2 separate regions of the Rattus norvegicus genome follow, and region 2 is linked to region 1. The links are chromatin contacts, called in public Hi-C maps. All regions are on one chromosome and are shown on one strand. The core of a region is the stretch at or near the end of the contact, and the rest is flanking DNA. Distances in the headings are between cores, read along the strand shown. Region 1 overlaps Dock5 (dedicator of cytokinesis 5). Region 2 holds the start of Dock5 (dedicator of cytokinesis 5).

Evidence for each region. Hi-C and Micro-C count contacts between places; a contact is called where the count stands out from the background.
Region 2: a contact with region 1 is called in a Hi-C map of the Rat2 cell line, with 5 times the contacts expected there. The contact joins the promoter of Dock5 here to the enhancer-like site in region 1. A contact is called at or near these places in 4 of 12 Hi-C or Micro-C datasets (the Rat2 cell line, hepatocytes, kidney and 1 more).

What each region holds. Positions count from the first base shown.
Region 1 is chr15:46,247,628-46,253,082 of GRCr8, forward strand. All of the region lies in intron 5 of Dock5 (dedicator of cytokinesis 5), which reads right to left. Among named protein-coding and RNA genes, the nearest start is that of Dock5, 84 kb to the right of the region's middle. Within about 2 kb of position 3,029, at least 8 of the 93 cell types and tissues checked have an H3K27ac peak or open chromatin away from gene starts, as enhancers often do.
Region 2 is chr15:46,331,357-46,336,811 of GRCr8, forward strand. It overlaps Dock5 (dedicator of cytokinesis 5), which reads right to left and starts at 2,686. Exons shown (of 52, transcript NM_001372012.1): 1 at 2,465-2,686. The coding sequence starts at 2,507.

The DNA.
Region 1 (5,455 bases), core at 1,779-4,278:
ATTACTTAAGACCTATAATGCTAGTGTTTCCTTGTTTGCAGTAAAGTCATGATGCTGTTTTAGGACTCTGTATTTCTGAAGTTCATTTACAACTCACTGGTTGTGTGACAATTATTATAAGAGTTCAATAAACATCTAAGCCATCACAACCTTGGTTACACCTGAATGGTTGACTGCTCCATTACATACAGAAGACATAGACGACAGAAGGGGAGGGGGGGCGGGAGGCAGACGCAGACACAGACACAGACAGACAGAGACACAGAGACAGGAGAGACAGAGAGAGGTGAAATGAGGTGGAGAAGACAGGGGCTGGGTAGAGACATAGCAAGAGTATGTTCTAATGGCTGCCATTATTTCCCTCTTGTTGGTCTTCTCTGACAATTCCAAAAACAGATTCCCAGGCAAAAACATCAATCAGTGCAGAACTGAAAACATCCAAGGTACTCCGGAGCAAAGCATAGATCTATAGAACAAAGGACTGGACCTACAGGTGTGGCAATGAGAGTCAAGGATAAGATTAGTAAATTTTGATAAAAATTCTAAACAAGTTCAAAGTTCAGGGGAACACAAAGGAGGAGGAGGAGGTGCCCAATCATCAGCAAGGTAAAACCCCTGCCTTCTCAGTTCCATTCTACACAGAATGTTCCCATTCCATTGTCTTACAAACTGAGGAGGGGGGGGAGGAATTAAATCTACCGACTTTGCCTTCCAGAACTGTTGGACAATAAAAGGTTTTTGTTTTTTTTGTTTTTTTTTTTTCCTTTCCTGTGACTCCTCCACTCCCATAGATTTTAGCATCTTCTAGCTGTAATTAAGGTATTATTTCCTATACTCTGAGACAGAAAGGGTTCAAGGGGCCCAGGGAATCCTCAGCATGAGGTGATGTTTTGTTTGGGGTACAAGCTCACAAGTTCTTGGTCTCAATTATATCAGACATTATCCAAGGAAATTTAACTATTGCCTGTCCATATCAGCCTTGTTCGACACGTCCGTCCCCCATAGAAGGATGAAGACAGCCATTATTCTCCTGCTCACTGTGCCAAATCAATTCTCAATAGACAAGCTGGAACAGGCCAAAGGAAGTGAACTCCCCCACTTACTTCAAGGAAATGGGCTTTGTTCTGGCTGCTTGGAGCTAGGCTGTCTACATCCTAGAAGCCCCTCCCCACTCCTCAGACACCTCATGCATTTTGTGGGGTAAGCATGTAAGGCCAGAGGAAGCTCCAGCACTCTCCAGTAGAATGAGTCTGTTACATTCTTCGTGTCTGTCCTGTTGCCTTCTTTGGTGGTTTGAATATAGCTTGTTTTCCCCAAGGGGACCTGTGTTGGAGGCGTGGTCTGCAGAGCCATGATATGCCAATGGCTGACTTTATGAGTGGCCCAGTAGGAGGTAATTAAACCACAGTGGGTGCTGCTCAGTGGAGGGGATTAAAGTCGGCCTCCTGGACTAAGCTAGTTCTTAAAACAAAAAAAAAAAAAGTATTCTTTGGTAATTTCATACACGTATACAGTACACCTCAAGCAAATCCTTTCCCCAGTCTCCTTCCCACCTTCATGATTTTTGCTGATTTGTAAACCCACCTCGTCCAGGTAACACAGCTTGCTGAGCAATGCTGTTGGCTTGGTCCTGAATAGGTTTGGGGCAAGTAGCCACAGCTGCTGAGTTCACGAGGGCAACGGCCATAGCACATCCAGAAGACAGCATTTCACACACTCCTCTCCATCCTTCTTAGATTATCTCTGCCCCCTTTAACAAGGTGATGTTTCCTGAGCCTTGGTGGCAATGGCAGTGTGTGTGTGTGTGTGTGTGTGTGTGTGTGTGTGTGTGTGTGTGTGTGTGTATGTGTTTGTGATACAGTATAGATAAGAATATAGAATAGTATAGACTTATAGATAGATATAAATCTATACTATAATATAGATGTCTCACTTAGGGTGAGCTCTCTCTCTCTCTCTCTCTAAAGAATTATTTATTTTATGTATATGAGTACACTGTCATTGTCTTCAGACACACCAGAAGAGGGCATCAGATCCCATTTCAGATGGTTGTGAGCCACCATGTGGTTGCTGGGAATTGAACTCAGGACCTCTGGAAGAGCAGTCGGTGCTCTTAACCACTGAGCCATCACTCCAACCCCTAGGGTGAGCTCTCAATGACAGCTTCTCTCAGCTCTTTGACTAATTGCTGACCACTGCAGAAGGCAGCTAGCTCACTGGCTAAGGCAGAGGACAGTATGCTTGTTCTTGATAGAGCTGTCAGGAAAGACTGTGGACCTGGACTCCAAATCACTCCCACCTCACCCTGTGAGGGACCCTCCTTGCACGCAATTCTATCGTGAAGCAACCTTCCTTGAACAGGGATGAACAGATACAGATGTCTGATCCTGAAAGTTCAGCTTCCAACACTGGGAGCAAAACCTTTTCTCTTTATACCGGAGCTGTGCTCAAGTGTTTTGTGCTAGGAGCAGAAAATGGACTAACAGGCCCTCCTTCCTGGCCTCTGGTTCCTACAGCCTACGTAGCCTGAGTCTGCCCTTTGCAGATCCTCTCCTATCTCTAGTCTTCCTTCACCAGGTTAACCTTTTCTGCATCATCAGCTACTGTCACAGCATTAAATAACTTCTTTGACCTTCACTGAAAAAGTCAGCACGGGGACTGGGGATTTAGCTCATTGATAGAGCAATTGCCTAGCAAGCACAAGGCCCTGGGTTCGGTCCCCAGCTCCAAAAAAAAAAAAAAAAAAAAAAAAAAAAAAAAAAAAAAAGAAAGAAAGAAAGAAAAAGTCAGCACAATCTTGAGGTTGAGTAGGAACCTGGGAACAAATCTGGTGGCTTCATCTTTGCACACAACAGCCTGGTTTGAATTTGAGTGAAGAACAGGCACACCCCAGAGACTGTTTTCTACCAGGCAGTATAGATATCCCTGTATCTCATGTGGTGTATTTGCAGTCCAGATGTTTATCCCTTTTCCTTCCTTGTTAGAATTTCTGGAGATTCTAACAAAACGAAGTCATAACAAAAGGCAGCTATGCCTCCCGTAGTGACAGGAATGTATAAGTCACCCAAGGAGGGTTTCAGAAATTTGGAGGCTCTTCAGATCATGACATTGATTGATTGGGTGCCAGGGAGGGAAAAAAAAAAACAAAAAACAAACCAAAGACACAGATTATGCTCACCTCCTCTCCCTCCTCTTCCATGGGGTTTTACGCTTTAGAAGGGTAAAGAGAACATATGAGAATGCTGGCTTCTGTTTCTAATTCTATCATTAATCTGCTTTGTGACTTTGGGCAAAGATCCCCGCCCGAAGTCATCTTCCAGCCTACGACAGTGTTGTTCGACTCACTTAATTCTACAAAACAACTTCCTGATTGGCTGTGCCTGGCTGTCTCACTTCTTTGCCTTGTTCTGCCCACTCAGCAGGAATGATACAAACATTCCCTGAGGAGGGAGCTTGGCAATAATCTCAGAAGTCTTTTCCAAACTCCTGGGTCCAGAATGAGCGTCAACTGGTGATCCAGCCATGGTTCCTGCTCATCCTCACTTCCTCTCACCACCCCGGAAAAGCTTTGCCTGCCTGGCAAAGTTTTGACTTTTAAGGAAAACATTCCATCATGTCCATGTCATATCCTGCTTCTTGACAAAGCCATATGGGAGCAGAGTTTGTAATTCAGGGATCACACGTCCTGCCCGAAGAGAAATTTGTTTTGGCAGCATACCAAAGGGAGGCCAACTAAATGTACCTCAGAGTGCCCTGCCGCAGCCCATCAACGACTGACTGTACAGAGACAGCTTACATCTACCTGGATGAACAGCCAACCATGGGTGTGGGGACAGGAACAATAAGTTACTCAGTGTGCCCTACACCTTCCCTACCCCTAAAGCAGGTACAATGGTTTATTTTGGAGCAACTTTCAAATGAAGACCAGTTTTTCTTAGGAAAACATATTAATATTTAAACTCCCTGATTCAACGGTGCATATTAATCACTCTTGTCACCAGACTCTCCCCTTTCTTCAGGAAGGAGGAATATACTCCAGCTCCAAAGCTTATAGAAAGAGTCAGCTGCCTCACAAAAACTTCACTGAACTTCCAGTGGGAAGAGGGGAGAGGCTCTGGGCTGCACCTCACTGAGAAAGATGATAGATGGTTTGCTTATGATAATCTAATTTCTCAGCCTTCCCAAACAAGTCCTATATTCGAAAACACTTGCCATTCTGTTGCCACAATACAGTCTGGCTGGGTGACTTTCAATTGAGAAAAATATCATCCCCATGACTTGGGATGTACGACTGTTCAAAAGGTAAAGGCTAGACAGACCTGGCTCTTACAGAAGATCCGAATTCAGTTCCCAGTCCCCGTGTCAAGAGTCCCCCAGCTACCCCTTGTGATTCCAGCTTGGGCAGATCAAAGCCCCTGGCCTTCACAGGCTTCCATATTCACATGCCCACCCATATACATGAGCACACACCTTTAAAAATAAAAAGTAGGGCTGGAGAGATGGCTCAGCGGTTAAGAGCACTGACTGCTCTCCCAGAGGTCCTGAGTTCAAATTCCAGCAACCACATGGTGGCTCACAACCATCTGTAATGGGATCCGGTGCCCTCTTCTGGTGTGTCTGAAGACAGCTACAGTGTACTCATATAAATAAATAAAGAAAGAAAGAAAAAGTAAACCTTTTTTTAAAAAAATGTGTTAACCAGTCAGGTATGGTAGAACATACCTATCTAAGCATTCAGGAGGCTGAGGCAGGAGGATCAGGAGCTCGAGACTTTTCTTGCGTGTAAAACTAACTGGGTATAGCTAATTGCTACTTTGGGTCTCAAAGAGATGCACCTAACCACATAGCAGTGGGGACTCGTATGGCAGTGGGGAGAGGTGCAACTGAAAGGGTAGAGGCCAGAGATTCCCTGGTCCTGTGTCAGCTGGGGAACACAAATCTCAGGCAGCAGGGAGAAGGATGGAAAGCATAGCTCCACCTACCGGGAGGGACTGAGATATGACACAGCTGTAAGGGAGCCTTGATAGAATCTCTGTCCCTTCAACCCGGAGTTGCAAGATGAAGCAAAGGCCACAACTGGACAGACAGACAAATTCCAGTGTTTGTTGGGCAAGTGCCGCAGTATGATGGAGATGCCTTTCTAAACTCAAGATTCTTGGCACTCTAGACCCATGGACCAACTCTCACAGTGAATGTTCAAGGCTCACATGATATCTAATGGTAATTTTAGGAGAGGAGATGAGAACCTGGGAGGTCAAGGACTTTTCTTAAACTGAAAGATCTGCTACCAGTCTTCCGAATTTATGCTTGTCTCTATTAAAGGGCTGGCTGTGTCCAGTGGCTATTATTGGGCTTGTAGACTTTTCTGAGGGTAAAAATATATATTCAGTGAGGAAGGGAGCCCTCGAAGAACTGCTTGGTCTGTCCAGCTCCAGTATCTATTGCCTTGGCTCAT
Region 2 (5,455 bases), core at 1,436-3,935, 83 kb after region 1:
ACGTGGGGGAACCGATGAGTTCACTGGGCTTCCTTAGAGAGTATGAGAAGAGTAGGTGACCCCAAAGCAAGTTCAGCACCAGAAAGTCTCACCCCAGCGTGGATGAAGGTCTCCCCCTTCCAATACCCTTGCACCCTCTCTGTATGTGCAATTAGGGAAGCAGTAATACAATTAGCCATGCTGGGAATCGTGACTTTAATCTCAGTACTCAGTGGGGCCAGGTTCAAACACAGGAGTTCGAGGCCAGCCCGGTCTACAAAGTGAGTTCCATGTCTCACTCAAAAAACCAACTAGTCAGAAGGGGTCAGAGGGAAGGGTCAGGATCCCAGAAGAGACACCAATGACCCTCCCTAAGCCTTCCTACATTAACAGTCAATAAAGCTGATCTCCTGGCTGCTAGCAAGCAGTCCCAGCTGTTCTGCCGAAGAGGCTAGCAGTCCCTGGTAGGGGAGATGGGATAAGGCAGAAAGTAAGGGATGGCACAAGAGATTGCAGTGAAGAGCTGCAGAGTGAAGGAAGGGAGCGGAAGGCAGAAGTGAACCACAAGGAAAAAGGCTGGAGTGTGGGGTGCAGCGTTTGGCTGGTGGGGGGACAGTCCTGCAGATGGGGCACAAGCACAAGAGAGTGAAGTCACAGAAGTGACTCTCCATGGAATATTGAACCACAGAGGTGAGTGGACTCTCTACAGTGTCACAAAAGGAGGATAGGGACTTCAGTGTGGGTGCTCTGACAACTCAGGGTCTCCTGCAGCCCGGGAAGGTTTCCGAACACAAGAGCAGAGACACCCCCCTCCACACACACACACACACACACACGAAAACTCATGCCTGACTTGAGTGCATAGTCTGTGCTTCAACATCCACACCTACCTGCATCTGCTGTGTTTAGCGAAGTAAATGTCCCAGATTACACCCTGGAACAACTTTGCTAAGCTCTGTCCCCTGGAAACACTATTCAATCGCTTTCAATGCCCTCTGATAAATAACCAAAAACCTGACTACAAAATATGGGAAAATGCAGGAAACATTCTTACTCCTGTGCCTATGACTATATACAGCACACCATCGGAAACATACTTGCTGGGAACAACTTGTAACCCAGGTTAAAGTTAGAAAGCATGTCTTATTCATTAACTAGTACTCTATACTGCTTAAATAAATTAATGTCCTCTTGTGGTGCAGAAGATGGAAGCCAGGGCATGCTCTCTGATTGTCACATATTTCACTTACACAATGACCAGCTACTTACTAGCAGGTATCTAGCCAAGTACTTATCAAGGATAAGTCAAGACCTGGTGATCTGGGACTGAAGAAACCTCACCTATCCATATGGCCTGCAGCCATGCGGAGGAGCAAAAATTCTAAAAGTAAAGCCAAATTAAAAAAAATGTTTTGGGAATATACACATAGATATATATTTGCAGGCTTTCAATCTGCATCAAATTATAATATACTAAGGACGGAATTAATAATATACTAAAGCCTGAGTTCTGAGTCCCGGTTACATAGGCACATAGGATTATGTGTCTGAAATGAGTTTAGATGTCACAGCAGACTAATAACTTTAGGCAGTGTTCTTGCAGGTCTGGGATGTGAAGGAAAAGAGGTGCACTGACAGAACGAATTAAGGGATTACATTTCAATCGTGCCAACTGGGTGGACCTGGGAGAAAGTGATAGAATTCTCACACAACACATTTGTTTATCCCAGAGGCTCCATTTAAAGTCCAATTGTCATGGCAATCGTCCTGCTAAAGGTGAGTGCTTCCTCCCTGACCTGGCTCAATGAAAAGTGAAAGTGGAAAGTTTTCCCACCTGGGTCCAATCTCTCAACGCCACGGTTTCAGATCCAAACCCAGAGGCCAGAGTTCAGAAATGACGCTGGAGCGCTAGCGTACTGTGAACACAAACGCCACGCGCTAGCGCCGGACCTACCCCTTTCCTGCCCCTTAGGGAAGCTGTGTCACACCTCTCCCTCTATGCTAGTAGGTCAGATGGCTGTTCTCACACACAGCCCCCGGACCCTCTTGCCCTCCTTCCCACGCCACACACTTCCTGCCTCTTCCATCACCTCCACTGGCAGCTTCGGCTTCCCATTTTGTCTCTGACTGCTGTCGGGACTGGGACTGCAGTCTTAGGGAGGGAGGGAGGGAAGGAGAGGGACTTAGGGGCTTCCGAGTGGGATCTGGGAAAGGACGCTCGCAAAGCACACCATCCCACGTGCGGCCCTCGCTGACCACCTACGGCAGTGGGGACCCCGCGCGCTCCCACAGTGCGCGCCACTAGAGTTGGGGTTCGGACGGGGAAGGATCTGAGTCCCCAAGCCTAAAAGCACTTTTACATCAGAGCGGGTTGAAATCTCGGGGTTGCAGCACCGGGACCGAGTAGCCGAGTGTGCGCCAGCTCCGCGGGGCCAAAGTGGACTCAGTGGCGCTCAGACGAGGGTGGGGCGGGGCAAGCACTCACCAACCCCGTACTTCTGCCTCTTGGTAGGGATCCAACGGGCCATGGCGACGACTTCGCCCCGCGGCGCTAGCGGCTACAGCCACTCGTGCTCGGAGCGCCCCAGCGCCGGTCGGACTCCTCCGCCATGTTCGGGCAAAACTTGGGCGACTTTGGCGCGCCGGCCGCGTCCACGCCGTCCCGCCTCGCTTGCGCCCGGTGCCCCGCACGCACGCCCGCTCGCCCGCGGTCACCTGCTGGGGCCGGCGGTCGTGCAGCCCTGCGCGCCCTCCCCGGCGCCGCCTCGGCTCCTCCCGCTGGCCGCGCCCTCTGCGCCCCGGGGCCGCCCGCCTCCCCCGCCGGCTCCGCCTCGCCCGGCTGGAGCCGCAGCCGGGAGCCGCCCGCCTTGTCTTCCCAGCGTCCGCTCTGCGAATCCCCAGCGCTCCCGGGCTGCGCTGCGGAGCGCGGAGGAGGAGCTGGTGAGAGTTACTGGTCGCCTCCGGACCTCAATAAATATTTGTTGAATGAATGAGCCGTGTGCTCCCGCCTTCGCCTCCGGGAGCGTCTGCAGCAGCCCTGAGAGCCGGAAGCCGAGCTTCAAGGTCCGCAGGGAACTGTTGAAGGGGACCGGGGCGCTTCGGAAGTATCCAATCTAGGGGACCCTCTGTTAGGACACTTGACAAAGCTCAACTCTGGAAACCCCAAACACAGGGACTTATTTCTCCCAGTTGGAGCAACTCAAACTTTCACACTAGGGGAAGAAGTCTGCTCTAAGAGGTTCCCCTTTCCAAATGACTCCCTGCCCAGAAGGCTTCCTTGTGTGGAGGACGCCAGAACATCTACCACCCCTGACAATCCCCTTTCCGGGTCCTTTTCCAGCCTGGGACTGAGGACTCCAAAAGGCAGCTGTGTGTTGAACTGCTCAGGGGTGCGCTTGGCGCCCTCTGCCTGCGGGTAGACGCGCTTCCCCCTTGGAGAGGCCTTCAGAATGAAGTAGAAGCTACTTAGTAAAGGGACACCTCACACTTAGAAGTAAAATATCAAACTAACTAACCAGTTAGCTTCGCCATCTGAAAAAAAAAATACCTCATGCGGGAAATTGTGTTGTTTTTGGGATCTGTGAATGTGAAGGCTTTCTTGCCAGTTTGGAACCTGACAAGAACAGAACGTGTAATTAAAACACAGTAAAAGACAGTAACGCTTGATTAGAGATGAGTGAACTCTGGTGACTTTTTGCAAACCATGTCTGAATATTTTTTTTTAATCCTGGTTTTCCTCCTGAGAAAGTAAGTTATGAACTTGGAGCCCTGGTTGAAAGAAACATAATAGGTACCCATTATGTGCCTCGGCCGTCTTAAAGTGGTTCGGTCACAACTTTTTTAAATGTCAATTTTTATTCTTGATAAGGGCGAATTTAAAGTTAAGCATGATTACATAATGTGTCATTTATTCCCTTTGTAATTTAAAGTTACATGTTCATTGTGTACGAAATACTGAGTGCTTAAAAAATATAAAATCACCAAAGAATTTAAGCAGTAGGAAAACAACCAACCAAACTACAAACTGAGCTATGTACTAAACAGTTCTCAAAGGAAGAAATTAAAAATGGCTAAGGAAACACTCTAAAAAAGAAAGAAAAAGTTCCAATAGGAATCTATTTATAATACGCAGCAAGACTTATTTCCATCAGTGTAGACCTGACATCCACAAAGATTTCCACCATCTTCCCAAAATAACTTCTTGGTCAGTGACTTAACCACCCAGGTTAGATAATTTCTTCTTCCTTCCTCCATAAGTGACCTACTATGTGTTGGGCACTGTTCCTGGAATGGAGTTTCAGCAATGAGGTAAATGACACTCCTACCTTCACGCAGCAGTTGGAAGAAGTTAAGACTTGAAATGCATACCAAAGGAGGCTAGGCCCCCAGAGAGAAACACTAGCCAGGAGCGTGGGGAGTATGGGTGCCAGAGATTTACACAGACGCATCTGGAAAGACATCTGAGATAAGGAGAGACTGAAAGGCAGAACTACCGGAAGTGAGAATGACCCCATGATAAAAAAAGGGAAGTGTTCTGGACTGCCTGAAAGGCAAACGCAAAGGCCACGGAGCAGGTCTAACAGGCTCCAAACTGGCAGAGTCCTGGACAGTGAATGATGGGAGTTAGACAGGAAACTTGGTTCAAGAGGCAGAAGTAAAGGCCATGACCCGGACGAGGACTTCCTGTGTTATTACAAATTCTAAAGGTTTTGAGCTTGTGTTGGTGGGGATACCAGACACTTTCCAATTGTTTCTGCTGTGCTGTGAACCAACTCTAAAGGGCTAAGGGTGTCAGTTTAATGGAGACAGCCTGGGATGGTAGGCAGTTGTGAAAAGGGCCGGGAGTTCTAGACATAAAGTGAAGGGGGCGCCAACTAGACAGTGCCAGCAGAGAGGGATTCTCAGTGAAGCTTACTGGCCTCTCTGCTTTAGCAACAAGTGATTCTGGAAAAAGCATGGGGGAAAAAAGTGCTTCTATTTTGTTGCTTTTGGGTTTTCATTTTGCTTTGTTTGTTTGTTTTGTTATTTTGTAATCTTTTCTCACTCGGTATTCACATAGGCTCTATAAACCTTGGCTTTGGGGTGTGAGGAGCAAAGTATGACCCCGGTCTTGAACGACTAGTGATCACGGCTGCCATTTTTATTGTTGATCTTCCATGATATCATCCTTGTTCATATTCTGTTTTGGATCAAAGTTTTCCTTTGAATATTTTCAAGGACTTTAACTTCCTCACCCTTTCTCTGCTCAGCCACTGCTCCCCCTAGACCCTTAGGAGCTGTCAACCTTGGTCTGGAATATAGATCTGGGCTGCCCTGGAGCAGGAGCTACCCAGATTTCCCTCAGTCACCTATGTGCAGGGAAATGAATCTTTGTTCTTTAAGCAAGCTTCCCCCCTCCCCCAACATTTAATCCAGGCTAGAGTGTTAATCCGTTTACTCTGTGGAATTTGGTTTCAACCAGTATCATTTCAATTGA